Linked DNA regions of Arachis hypogaea: region 2 is linked to region 1. The links are chromatin contacts, called in public Hi-C maps. All regions are on one chromosome and are shown on one strand. Each heading gives the region's core, a stretch centred on a gene start, on an enhancer-like site or on the middle of the called end of the contact. The rest is flanking DNA. Distances are from core to core; before and after follow the strand shown.

The links. Hi-C and Micro-C count contacts between places; a contact is called where the count stands out from the background.
Region 2: a Hi-C map of leaf shows a contact between it and region 1, with 3 times the contacts expected there. The contact joins the promoter of LOC140182320 here to the promoter of LOC112775412 in region 1. A contact is called at or near these places in 4 of 8 Hi-C or Micro-C datasets (leaf and an unstated tissue).

What each region holds. Positions count from the first base shown.
Region 1 is chr19:115,122,176-115,129,070 of arahy.Tifrunner.gnm2.J5K5, reverse strand. It overlaps LOC112775412 (pyruvate kinase isozyme A, chloroplastic), which reads right to left and starts at 4,404. Exons shown (of 6, transcript XM_025819005.3): 1 at 3,687-4,404; 2 at 2,588-2,678; 3 at 2,274-2,467; 4 at 994-1,115; 5 at 1-400. The coding sequence starts at 4,217. It overlaps LOC112778638, which reads left to right and starts at 6,188. Exons shown (of 12, transcript XM_072228786.1): 1 at 6,188-6,706.
Region 2 is chr19:115,348,720-115,356,089 of arahy.Tifrunner.gnm2.J5K5, reverse strand. LOC140182320 reads left to right here and starts at 2,717. Exons shown (of 1, transcript XM_072228482.1): 1 at 2,717-5,335. The coding sequence starts at 2,717. The coding sequence ends at 5,335.

The DNA.
Region 1 (6,895 bases), core at 3,155-5,654:
TTCATAGCGTTTCTCTTCCCTCCACCACTTTTCAATTCTCAAGCTAACACTCCTTAAAACAGTTAAAGCCTTCTCAGGATACTGGCCCATGGCCGACTCACCAGAAAGCATCAATGCATCAGCGCGTTGTCGGACTGCTTCAGAAACATCTGCTACTTCAGCTCTCGTAGGTGTAGGGTACTCAATCATGGATTCAAGTAGTTGAGAGGCAACAATGACAGGCTTATTCATCTGCCTGCAAAGTTGAACAATCCTCTGTTGGGCAGCCGGAACCTGTTCTAAGGGTATTTGGGCACCCAAGTCTCCTCGTGCCACCATAGCTCCATCAGATGCTTGAATGATCTCCTCCAAGTTCTTCAGCGAATCCGTACTTTCTATCTTTGCAATGACAGAAATATCGCTGCATTGATAAGGCCGAGTTTAGCACATTCCATGTTGTATGAAAGTCAAAAACTAAACAGTGGATGAGGCAATGAGGGCACATTGCACATGCACGCAGACATACACAATCTTCTACCTACTTGCTGGTGTAACTTCACAAAAATGTGATATCCTATTCTAACAGAAACAGTCTAAAAATCCTCTGTTTCTGTCCAAGCTTTGCATTAATTTTATACACCCGTAAATATATTCTCTCTCTCTTTTAGTTGAACAACTGTAATATTCAATTACATAGACAGAATAAATCCCCCACATGTTTGATATTAAAATATACAGATACACACTGCAAGCCTGCAAGCATGCAATTAAGTATTGGACGAGATCAATAGCTTTTTTTCATTTTTCTTTTTCTCAAACATTTTATGAAATGTAGTTCATAGCTATTCCTAAGACAAAGAGAAGTAAAGCACAAACAATAATAAAATCATTTTGTCACACAAAGACCAAAGGTAAAAAGAAACCCAAACAGGTAAATAAGTGATATCCTACTTGTCACTTGTATACGATAATAATATACATTTGTATCAGGTTTAAAATTTCCTCAATACATACCTATCACGAGATCGTGCAGCAATATAACTTTTAAGATGCTTAATAACTTCAGCAGACTTGACAAATGAAATAGCAATAAAATCAACGCCCTCAGCAATACCAAAATCAATGTCTAACCAATCCTGGACATTGAAAATCGTGAAGAATTAGAAAAATGAAAATTAATATAAATAGGTATGGAGACTTTCTGATCCAAGGAAATTTATCATGAAAAATCCAATAATCTGAAATTCAATATGAACAGTTAAAATCATAAAACCTAAAAAAGAAAAATATGATAATGGAAATGTAGAATTGTAGATCCCACCACACAATGCATCACATGGTTCAAAGTTACTATGACCTTAAGCACCACTTTCTAATTAACTTGAATAGATATGAACCTAACCACAGTGAAGATGTTTCCTTCAAGGCTTATATTATATGGGGAATAGTAGTGCCATGTAGCATTCACTAGTCAATTTGATCTTGTGGAGCAGTTGAATTTGATTAATTTTAAGGAAATAATCGATTTTGAAAACCCCCTATAGAAAAAGAAACTGACTTATCAATAAACTTATAATCATCACAACCAAATTGTAATATATTTTCAAATGCTCCAGAATAAATTTTTGCACTAAGGAAAAAAAATGGGAAGAAAAGTAGTGCAGGAATAAGAACTGGATGATTCATAACTTCATATATCAGTCAAGACAAGGGAACAAATTCTAGCTACTTAATGAAAATTAATGCTACTCACATATGCAAAAAGACAAGCATAACTATATTAAAGAATCACAGTGGTATCAACAAAAATTTCTTAGGAGAAGGTTATAACAAGATTACTTTAGCGCTCAAAGTATTTCATTCTTGTAAACTGCTGAAAATTATACATGTGGCAAGTAGCTCAGAAGATACCAATAAGAATGTTATCCAGGCAAGAGCTGAAGCGTTCAAGGAGTGGAATTGATGTCCATTTTATGGAACAGATCAAAGGAAAAGAACTATATCACTAACAAGATTAGAATTTGAACCCTTTTATAAATTAAAGAGTCAGCAAACAATTTGAAGACTTTTATTGTCTGGGTCAATTAGCCAAACAAACATCAAAATTTTGTATGGTCTTCCTAAAGTAATAGTTGCAAAACTTCGACAGGCCTATATCCACTTATTGCTTCCAACTGTGAATGTGAATAATATAAGTGTTCTTATTCCATGAACCATGTGTTTTTCCATCATTCCGATTAAAACCAAGCAAATAAGTAAAACAACCAATGTGAGAAGGCTAAAGAATTGAGAACCTTTGAAGAAATTGTTGGTAGCATGGCATTCCTTTCACGTACTAGACTGCCATTCCTCCAGAATGTCAAATTGGCTCTTGGCAGCAACAGCCCAGGATCTGTACAAAGGCACTTGACATCTGGGCCTATCTTTTCAATCACCTCAAACCTAACCATTCCTCCATCAACTACAAGTTCATCGCCCACTCTAACATCTGGTAGATCATATTTTAGAAGGAATGAACTAACAACTTCAGCAGCAGTTGACAAATAAAACCAGAAACACAATTCCTCAAAAGAAACTAAATGTATAGAGTTTATTCAGAAATATTAACCTTCAGCAAAACCATCGTAGTTCACATTGATGGTGTGTTCCGGAAGAGTTGAATTAAAGGCTCTTACACTGAAAGTCCATACCTCACCATCCTGCAAGAGAATATTCAAAGCACATGACAACAACTCATCATTTGAAGTAGATCCATAAACAACAAGGTTTATGAAACTGTTTAAGTTTGTATTAATCAAAGCTGCACAAATTACACACATTGTAATGTTGAGAAAAAAAGTATTAACCTGAAACTTTACAAGACAGACGAGTAATTTATATGGCATTACTTCTCTGACTAAGTAATTTATACACACATTGTAATGTTGATAAATTGTCTACATGACTAATATTCTTTCAACAAGAAGAACATGAGCCTCATGTAATCTCGCAACAAAAGATGTTTCTCTTGGATTTAACTTTGTATTTTGAATGAAGGTTATTTACCAGCAAGACCAACCCATTGTGGAAGTAAAATATGATAATTATTTAATAATACTGCAAAATAGCTCGAGAAAAGCTTCCAACAATTGTCCAGAAAAGCAGTCAAAGAGATTAAGGGTACTTTCTTTAAGACTAAGTTGATTAAAAAGTGATATCTTCAAACTAAAAAAACTAATAATTATAATAAAATAAATTCCAGAAGAACAATGATTTTTTGAAACAATTGACCTTTTAACATTCTATCAATTTTTGCACACAGGAATGCAAAGATAATCAGTATAATTTGCACCCATACTATGCAGAGTTTACATATAGAGGCAGAAAACATGCTCATATGAATCATTTTGAAACTCTTTCCAAAAAGATATCGCTTTCCAGATAAATTATTCATATCAACTTCCATTCAAAAGTTAAAAAAACATTTTTTTTTCCTTTTGAGGAAAGCGATCTTTCAGTATAGAAATCATTTTCTTTAGGATTTAAATTCCTTCCTAATACAAAGGGGGAGTTTCCTTTGGACATGGGGGAGTAAAATGTAACCCACAATTGTGATTAATCAAAAGAATAAAATAACATATAGGTAACAAAAAAATCATTCTTTTTGTTTTTTAAGTAAGAACTCGCTAACAGAAGTAGAACCATGCAAAAGATATAAAGATATATACCTCAGCTTTAGCAGAGGAAGCACCACCAAGATCACCCATGTGAATCTCGCTGCCTTCAGTGTCCATCATGATGGCGACGGCGAAGCCTTTCTCGTGGTTGAGCCTCCTGACGCGATCGATGACCCCCTTGTGCCACTCCCTCGTGCCGTGGCACATGTTGATCCTCGCCACGTTCATTCCCCCAACCGCCAGAGCCTCAAGCTCCGAGAAACCGCACGTCGCGGGCCCAATGGTGCACACTATCTTCGTCCTCCGCGTGCTTCGGAACCCGTTCTCCCGGAGCTCTGCCTCCGTCACGGCGTCCCCCTCGATCGAGCTCAGATCGGAGGTGCCGGATGAGGGGGACATTGCGACGCCATTGCTGTCGGAGACGATGACGGAGGGGTCGGAGGAGGCGCGGAGGGAGAATTGGAGGTGGGGAGAGCGGCGGGGGAGGAGGGAGAGGTGGGGAGTGGTGTGGAGAGGAGTTTGGCGAGTGGAAGAGAGTGGCGGTGGTAGCGGTGGGGCGAAGAGCTGGAGGGAGTGTGACATGGTGGCTGTGGCGGGGACGGTTACGGTTCCGGTAGAGAGAGAAGAGTATCTTTTTCTTGGGGGGCGGAGAGACCGAAGTAGAGTGTAGAGAGTAGAGTGTGGGAGTTATCGCCCTCCGAATCAAAATCGACGACACAATCACATGTGAGTTGTGATTTGTAACTTTGTTGTTTATCCAATACCTCAAATTCACTGTTTCTTTGGGTATTTTATCCATGTTACAAACTCCAGCAGTCCAGCTAGGGACTAATTACTGTGTTCCACGGTCAATATTCTCTTGTAAAAAGAATTTAATTTTAATAAACGATTTTTGTAAAATATGCATTAATAATATATTAATAAAAATAATTACTTTTTATTTTGATTAGGTAAATAATTATCGAAAAAAATATAATTAGAAAATTATGTAAAATCATTATTAATACTTTAAAATTAAATTCTTGTAAATATAGAAAAGTTAGAAAGATGATGTAATTTAGATCTTCTAAATTTTGAATTTTACTTTAGAGGGAGAAGTGTGATCTCTCACTATTTATTTTATAGGTGAGACAAGAGAAAATATGAAAGAGAAATCATTCAAGGGTGAGAGATCAAATTTTATTCTCTAAAGTAAAAATTCTAAAGTTAGAGGATCCAAATTCAAAGATGAACATCCGATTAACCATTCAAGGGTGAGAGATCAATTTTTACTCTCTAAAGTAAAAATTCAAAATTTAGAGGATCCAAATTCAAAGATGAACATCCGATTCTCCCTCCCCCTCTCTCTCTCTCTCTGACGTGACGCGAATCTCATTCCTCTGTCTCCGGCGCGGCGCGATTCTCCTTTAATTTCCTCTCTTAGGCGCTCTTTTTCCTTGTTTGATTCTGGGTTGTCGGAATTTTTGAAATTGGTGGCTTAGGAAAAACTACTCTTGCTAGAGATGTTTGTAGAGATGAACAAATTTGATGTAAGTATTGGATATAGAATCATTTGTATATTTTTAGTTGAATTACTTAAGCTTTTGGAAGAAACAATTTAGGTTCAAATTCAAAAAAATTTAGTGGTTATTTTTATTTTGGCAGTTTCTTTTAAGGAGAGAATCTTATTCTTGACTATGTTGTAGTCCCCAAATTTGGAGTAGCTAAGAGCAAGGATCTGAGCGTTCATTATGGGAAATGAAAGCTTAAATCCAAATTATATGATTTTTCGATGGATGCCATAATTTGATTGCAAAACCGAAACTCAGAAACCTTAAGCTTTTTTATTTAAATAAATTAATACGAGAATCAAATTACCTGATTCCCTTAAATGGATTTTGAAAACATAATTCTCCTAAATTATATAATATATAAATCGTCCTAACCTTTTGTGTTTTAAATAATATATGAATTATGTTACCGGAAGATTTATGCATGAAATGCATTGCTCAAAAACACATAGATCGTCCCAGATCTTTGTGTGTTACAAAATGTATATAAATTGTCCTAGACCACCATGAATTACGTCTTCTTATCCTAAAGCTCATTGTCCTAGCACGATTTATGTGTTACTGTGGTAAAGCACATTAGGGTGGAATGATTTACATTTAAAAACACAAAGCTCATGACCATGAAACGATTTATGTGCTAAAAGAGGCTATAAATAAACGAGAACAATGTATATTGAGCCATAGTTGAGTTGAGGGTTTTGGGGAGATGGTTGAGAGTGTATTTTTGCTAGTTCATCACCAAAAAAAATTGATGAAAACACATGTGAGGGTGTAATGTTCAGTAATAAAAAGAAGGTTAGAGTGTTCGTAAATCCTTCAACGAGTTTAGAGGATTTAATAAATATTATATTATAGAAGTAAATAAAATTTATACGAAAAAAACTAAATAAAAAAATAAAAAATTGTATACACAACATAAATATAGTACAATAAACAATAGAAAAAAATTTATATAAACAAAAAATAATAAAAATATATAAAAAAGAGACGGGACTTAGCAGCGGAGAATTGCCAGCGTTTTTCCAAAACGCCGCAAATCCACTTGATTACTGCGGTTCTTGTTGCGTAATCAGACTCCGCTCCAATTGATCGGATTTGGTGGCTGTTTACGGCCCAACCGCAGCCAATAACCTTGGAGAGGGGGCTTTGTTTCATTAAAATACCCCCAACCAAAATATTACGGCGCCATTAACCTTCACCCTTTTCGCGTGAACCCAGCAGAGCAAAGGCGCCAATCACTGGTCTCCTTCCCCCGCCGTCGTGACTCTTTCCTCCGTCAATTCCAGCCACCACGTCCGTGTCGTCGTTATTCCCCGTCACCGATCTCCTCCCTCCGCCGTGTAGCTCCCGCGCGCGAAGGTAAAGTAAAAGGGGTCGTCCAAGTCTTCTCCTTCCTCTGTGCACGTCCGTGACGTCGTCGGCGGTCGCCCCAACCATCCGTCCCGGTGTCGTCGTCGGCAGCCTTCCCCCTTGCCCTTGCCCTGTTGTGCGTTGCCGATCGCCCCATCTCCCCTCTCTCTGGTTCGTTCTTCTCCCTTGCCCCAATTTAATTTGAGTGGCTGTTGATAAATTAATTTTGCATCAATTTCATCTCTGTGTCTTCTGAATTTTGGTTCGAACAACGTTGATCGACTTACTTTGCCTAAATTTTCTTTCCCCAATTTAACATTCTGATTTAATTTTCCCCCAATTTTTGAACCCCTGAGTCTT
Region 2 (7,370 bases), core at 1,468-3,967, 230 kb before region 1:
TAGGGACACTGGAGGAGAGAGTAAAAGATAAAGTAATATAAACAGATAGATATAATAATTTTATCATAAAATAAAAAAAAAAAAGTAATGAATGGAAAATAATAGAATATATTTATGATCAAGAAGTCATTATTAAATACATGACATATATAGATATCTGTACTTACAAATATAAAGATAATATATCTAATAATTAATTTTTTTATCTATTTTTTAACTATTGACTTATTTTTACGGCAAGTTATCATTTATTCTATCAAATGGGATAATAAAAAGATAAAAATTAATATTTAGAAGAAAAAATTTTAGACTAACAATTTTTAGTCATCATCTAGTTAGTATAATTATTAAATTATTTTTAACAAATAAATTTTATTAATTTATATATATAAATTCTAAAAAATATGGATATAAATTATATTAATTTATGTATAAAATTTTCGTAAATATAGATATAAATTATTTTTTTATATATAAAATATTTGTAAATATTGATATAAATTATTACTAATTAAATATTGATAAAAAATAATAATATTTACTGACTATGTAACATTGTTCTATTTAAAATTCATCATGTTCTACCATACAAGACTGTCATGGAAGATATTTAAAGACTATAATAAGTTAGCATAAATTATTATAAATATTAATGTTAATTACATGGATGATGAAAGAATTAAATTTGAAGTTAAAGATCGATATTAAATTACGGAATTTTCATTTTTCTCATGCAAGATACATGCTAATACTTTATACTTGTTATACCGCATACATTCAAAACATAAATTGGTTGTCAATAATAATCGATTATTTTAGAAAGTAATCATACAAATAAAAATTATTGAAGTAAATATAATCTTTCAGCGGTGTTCTCTAACAACTTTTTTTTGGTCAATTTACACCCTTACGCATACACATCCCCTTCCCTTCTCTGTGGTTCTGTATATTAACTTCCTACTCATAATTAAGATTTGAACTCGGTGCACACCAAAGCAAACATAGTTGCTACTAAACTAAGTCTTGTAGTGCTCTAACACACCCTTAAATGTTGAAGCTTTTTTTTTTTTTTTGTCATAAAAGGTTGAAGTCAATTTTAAAAATTTTGAAAAATATTGGATAGACTAAAAATATTACTTACCAAACAGAAAAAAAAAAAGGTATTCAACTTAGCATCTATGGGTTGAAGCAAATATGGGTTAATTATGTTAGCAGTTATCTGGGCTATTTAGTGGGCTGACATCAATAAATTCCTTCCCGTTTTTCCATTACAGAATGTTTCCGTTGGTTTAAACATTGGACCCAATAAAAAGATTAGATAACAATTCTCTCTCTTCCCCAAACCCAAAAATGTGCCGATTATTCATACAAACACACGCACACACACAAAAAAAAAAATGTTTCTATATTTTCATTTTCAAAATATTCAAACTAACCACAAATGGGATGGATGAAATACCTTAACATAAGTAATAAACTCAAACTAACCACACACAAAAAATGTTTCTATATTTAATATTTTGTTTATATTATTTTATTTATTTTATTTATAGTATAAACAAAATATATGTATATATATCTTATTTTTAATATAAATGGAATAAATAATATTACATTAATTAATAAATATTTTTATAATAATATATTTTGATAAATAAAATATTTAATTTATTTATTTAAAAAAATTTTCAAAATTTTTATTATATTACTTTAATTTAATCTTTCTTTTCTCTTTTTCATTTAAAAAAAATAGCCTCCAATAATCTTTAACAATTGGTACATAAGGACAACATGTTATATTAATTTTTTGGTAAACACCATAGAATCTTCTTTTAATTTATACTTTTAAATATTATTAATTAATTACCCACTAAAATATTAAATTGGGTTGCCCTGTAACATTATCCATTAACAAATTTTATTGTATTGGACTTTATTTCGAGTTCTTTAACAAAATAAATAGTATACATTAGTGACACCCAATACGCAAGATATGTTAAAACTTTTTGCCGTACAGAATTTGTTAGTTTTCTCCCTAATTAGGCTGTAATTGCAGAATATAGACATGGTGATATTTAGGAAAGTACATTGTATAAATTGTAAGCCTAGTGTGTACCTCGTCTATAATTAAGTAGACCATTGAATTAAATTGTATGTTGCCCGTGTCAAGAAATAGTAAATCTGATCTTATTCACATAAATGCTTCTATTTAATAAGAGAAAATGATGATAAACCTTCCATCTTAATAGCAAGGTTTGGAAGTGATATTACCGTTATACGTCGGTTACGAGTTATAGTTCGGCAGTCCCCTTTTTAATTGGTACGTTACTTCTGCGCATTTACCCCGCCGACTTTATGGCAATAAAGTTCTTGGTCGGTTACATACAACACGATTAATTCATACCTAAACGATTAGTATCATCTTTTAATTATAAAAACGAATAATCGGAGTTCGCCGAGGTATGTTGGTTCAAAAACAAAGAGACTTTTCCTAAATTATTCTCTTAAACTAACTTGAGCGTCGGAGTGCTTTTTGCAGGTGCTCCCCTCATTGTCTTCACTTGGCGGCCGAGCTTCATTGTGACGTACTAGGAGATCGGCTGATAGCTTCCAAGAAACGAGTTATAGTTCGGCCATATCCAGGCAAGAACATTTGGCGCCCACCGTGGAGCCGAGAAGTTAAAGATCTTTCTTTGCTTATTTCTCACAGGCTCCAATGGCTGATGCACCACCACCCACCCCTTCCGAGCTCCTTCGGATGGTTACCGAGCTTCAACAAGCTAACCAACAAATGGCCGAGGCAAATCAACGTATGATGGAGGAAAATCAAAGGATGCAACAACAAATTGAGCAATTAGTCAATGCTCGTATCGAGCATAATAACGACCACCATGGACGACGAGACAATGATGAGCGACAATCTACACCAACGCATGTCTCGGAAACACCCCAAGATGATGAAGGTGGTGGCCCTCGTAATGATGAAGCTCCTCCTGAAGACGAGGATAATGAACCCGACAACTCTGTGGGACCATTCACAGCTGACATAATGAATTTTCAGCTTCCTAGGCAATTTACCTTGCCTACGACGTTAACCCTCTATGATGGCCTGGGAGATCTGAAGCAACACGTCAAAAAATTTCGATCTATTATGATCGTTAACGGTGCATCCGACCCTATTTTATGCCGATGTTTTCCGTCTTTTCTAGATGGTCCTGCACTTGACTGGTTTTGCTCTTTGCCTGTGGATTCTATCTCACGTTTCCAGGAGCTGGCGAAGCAATTCGAGGATCACTTTGCAGCATCGGCGATATATCTACACGGCTCCGACTATTTAACAACTGTTAAGCAAGGCCCTCAGGAAAGCCTGAAAGACTACATCACCCACTTCACGAAGATAGCGATGAAAATTCCGAACCTTCATCCCGAGGTCCATTTACATGCAATCAAAAGCGGCTTACGCCCAGAGAAGTTCCAGGAGACCATCGCTGTATCCAAGCCAAAGACACTAGCCGAATTTCGTGAGAAAGCTAAGGGGCAAATAGATATTGAAGAACTTCGTCAAGCCAGGAAAGCTGAAAAGTTGGCAAATACAAAGGATGACGATAAACCTCGGGATAGCAAGAAAAGTTTTAAGCCTACCCCACGATATGACTCGTATACGCAGTTTAACGCCAAAAGAGATGACATTATCAAGGAAATCCTGAACTCCAAGTTGATCAAACCCCCTCGAAAGGCCGGCAGCTACCCAGAACCCAAGAATATTGACAAATCCAAGTATTGCACATTTCATCAGAAGTATGGTCATACAACCGATGAATGTGTTATCGCAAAGGACCTCCTTGAACGCCTAGCAAGACAAGGACATCTTGACAAATATATTGCAGGGCATATGCAGAAAAGGACTATTCCTACAACGGACCCATCTCCCATGGGGTCCTCATCCAGGGACAAAGAAAAATCCCCCGCTGAGCCACGGGGTATCATCAATTGCATCTCTGGAGGATATGCCGGAGGTGGGCCCACAAGTTCGGCCAGAAAATGCACGTACAGGGCCATGTTGACCGTTGGGGATACCACCAACAATGCTCAGCCCGTACAAGACATCCCAGAGATGACCTTCTGTCCAGCCGACTATAATTGCATTGACACAAACTTGGATGACCCTGTTGTCATCTCTATCCAATTAGGAGACTTAATAGTCCGGAAAGTACTGCTGGACCCAGGCAGCAGCGCCGACGTATTATTTTTTGCTACATTTGAGAAAATGAAATTAAGTACTAACATTTTGCAGCCATCTGTAGGGGATCTGGTCGAATTTTTAGGAGAACGGGTTCCAGTCATGGGTTCAGTGTGGTTACAAACCACACTCGGTGAGCAACCACTTTCCAAAACTCAAGATATTCAATATCTCGTGGTCGACTGTTTTAGCCCTTATAACCTTATTCTCGGGCGACCTTTTTTAAATCGATTTGCTGCAATTGTTTCTACAGTCCACCTTTGTGTAAAGTTTCCTGTGCAGAATAATGTTGTTGCTACGATACACGGCGACTTACAGGAAGCTTGGTACTGCTATAACACAAGCCTCAAGCCTATCAAGAGAAGCAATGATCGGCGGGTTAACTCCATAAGCGCCGAGCAGCCAATATTAGCCGAACTAGATCCCAGAGTCGACTTCCAAGATCGTCCTACAGCAAACGACGACCTAACAAAGCTTTTTCTGACGGACGACCCTATGAAATTCACTTTCGTGGGAACTTCCGTCGAAAGCAAAGAGAAGGATAAGCTCATCCGTTTCCTGCGCGAGAACGTCGATTTATTTGCTTGGACATCAGGGGACATGCCAGGCATAGATCCATCTGTTATTACTCACAAATTGGCCATAAACCCGGCGGCCCGACCAGTATCCCAGAAGAAACGGAATCTCGGAACCGAGAAAAGGCTGGCATCCATGGCCGAAGCCAAAAAGCTCATTAATGCAAACTTTATCCGGAAAATCAGGTTTACGACTTGGTTAGCCAATGTCGTCATGGTAAGGAAAAGCAACGGTAAATGGCGGATGTGCGTTGACTTTACCGATCTTAATAAAGCATGTCCTAAAGACGCATATCCTTTACCTTCTATTGACACTTTAGTAGATAACTCTTGTGGTTATGGTACCTTGAGTTTCATGGATGCTTACTCTAGTTACAACCAGATTTTCATGCATCCATCAGACCAAGAGAAAACAGCTTTTATAACTGAGTATGGTAATTATTGTTATAATGTCATGCCTTTCAGCTTAAAGAACGCAGGTGCAACTTACCAGAGGCTGATGAACAGGGTCTTTGACTAGTAGATAGGCCGAAATATTGAAGTATATGTTGATGATATGGTCGCCAAGACAAAGGTCGGCCATTCCCATGTTGACGACCTTGTTGAAATCTTTGGCCAAATTCGAGCTTATAATATGAGGCTTAATCCGGAGAAGTGCGCTTTCGGTGTGCGAGGCGGCAAGTTCCTTGGCTTTATCCTCACTAGCCGAGGAATTGAAGCGAATCCGGACAAATGTCAAGCAATTCTTGATATGACTAGTCCCACAAACATTAAAGAAGTGCAGCAATTAACAGGGCGTTTGGCGGCATTATCCAGATTTCTACCATGTTTAGCATCTAAATCCCTAGCTTTTTTTAAATGTTTACGAAAAAATACCACTTTTCGATGGGATGAAAATTGTGAGACCGCCTTTCAAAGTTTAAAGCAATTTCTTTCTGAGCCCCCTGTTTTACAGAAGCCTAAGCTCAGAGAACCGTTATACTTGTATTTATCAATCACTGACATGGCAATTAGCTCTGTCCTTGTTGCAGAAAATGAGAAGGCACAACAGCCAGTTTATTTCGTGAGAAAGTCACTGCAGAACGCCGAGCTTTGCTATCCGAGGTTAGAAAAACTCGCCTACGCACTAGTCTTCTCGGCACGGCGTCTTCGTCCCTATTTTCAAAGTCACACAATAAATGTCAGAACTTCTCAACCACTGCGTCAGATACTAGCCAAGCTCGAGCTAGCAGGAAGATTAATCAAATGGTCTATTGAACTATCCGATTTTGATATTCAATATCAACCAAGGGGCTCTGTCAAGTCACAATACCTCGCTGATTTCATCACCGAATTTACGGGACCAAGCTCGGATGCTGACATTGCACACTGGAGGCTATTTGTTGATGGAGCCTCAAACCCCCAAGGATCTGGAGCAGGGATACTTCTGGAAAATCCTGAGGGGGTTGTCATTGAGCATTCTCTTCGGTTTTCCTTCAAGGCCAGCAATAATCAGGCCGAATACGAAGCCCTAATTGATGGGCTCAGGTTAGCCATCGAACTGCAAGTTCTTAATTTACAAGTTTATTGTGATTCTCTGCTAGTCGTTCAACAAGTAAACCAATGTTTTCAAACAAAGGACCATATTCTGTTAAAGTACCTAGACATGGTAAAACAATTAATGAATAGTTTTTCAAATATCAAAATTACTCACATAGCTAGGGATCAAAATCATAAGGCAGATATATTATCTAAGTTAGCTACCAGCCAATCACACACTGCATCACTTCTGCAATCAACCCTACATGAGCCGAGCATAAATATCATCGGCACTTTCCATATAGATAGTCATGATAGCTGGCAACAGCCATACATCCGATATCTAAAGAATTGAGAGCTTCCACCAAATAACCAGGATTTGAAAAAATTCAAGCGACAAGCATCTTTTTCATACTAATAAATGACAAATTGTACCAGCGGGGTTACTCTCGACCATTACTAAAATGTCTGAACAGGTCAAAGGCTGACTTAGCTTTAGCCGAAGTTCATGAGGGTATTTGCGGGACACATTCAGGCGCAAGAAGTCTAGCGCAAAAGATCCTCCGTGCTGGTTTTTATTGGCCGACCATATGGGACGACAGTAAGAAAAAAGTTCGGAATTGTGACCATTGTCAAAAACATGGTCCGAGCATTAACGTCCCAGCCGAAAACTTACATCAGTCAATGGTAAGCTGGCCATTTAATCATTGGGGAATCGATATTCTCGGCCCTTTTTCTACAGCTCTAAGGCAGGTAAAATACTTAGTGGTTGCAATCGATTATTTTTCTAAATGGATTGAAGTTCAACCATTAGCTAGAATAACATCGGCGCAAATGATATCATTTGTTTGGCAAAAGATAATTTGCAGATTCGGTATACCTCGTCATATAGTAACTGACAATGGTCGCCAGTTTACCGACCATAATTTCAAGAATTTTTTGCAGAACTTAAAAATTAGACAGCACTTCTCCTCGGTAGAACATCCTTAGTCCAACAGATTAGCAAAAGCAGCGAATAAGGTCCTCCTACAGGCTCT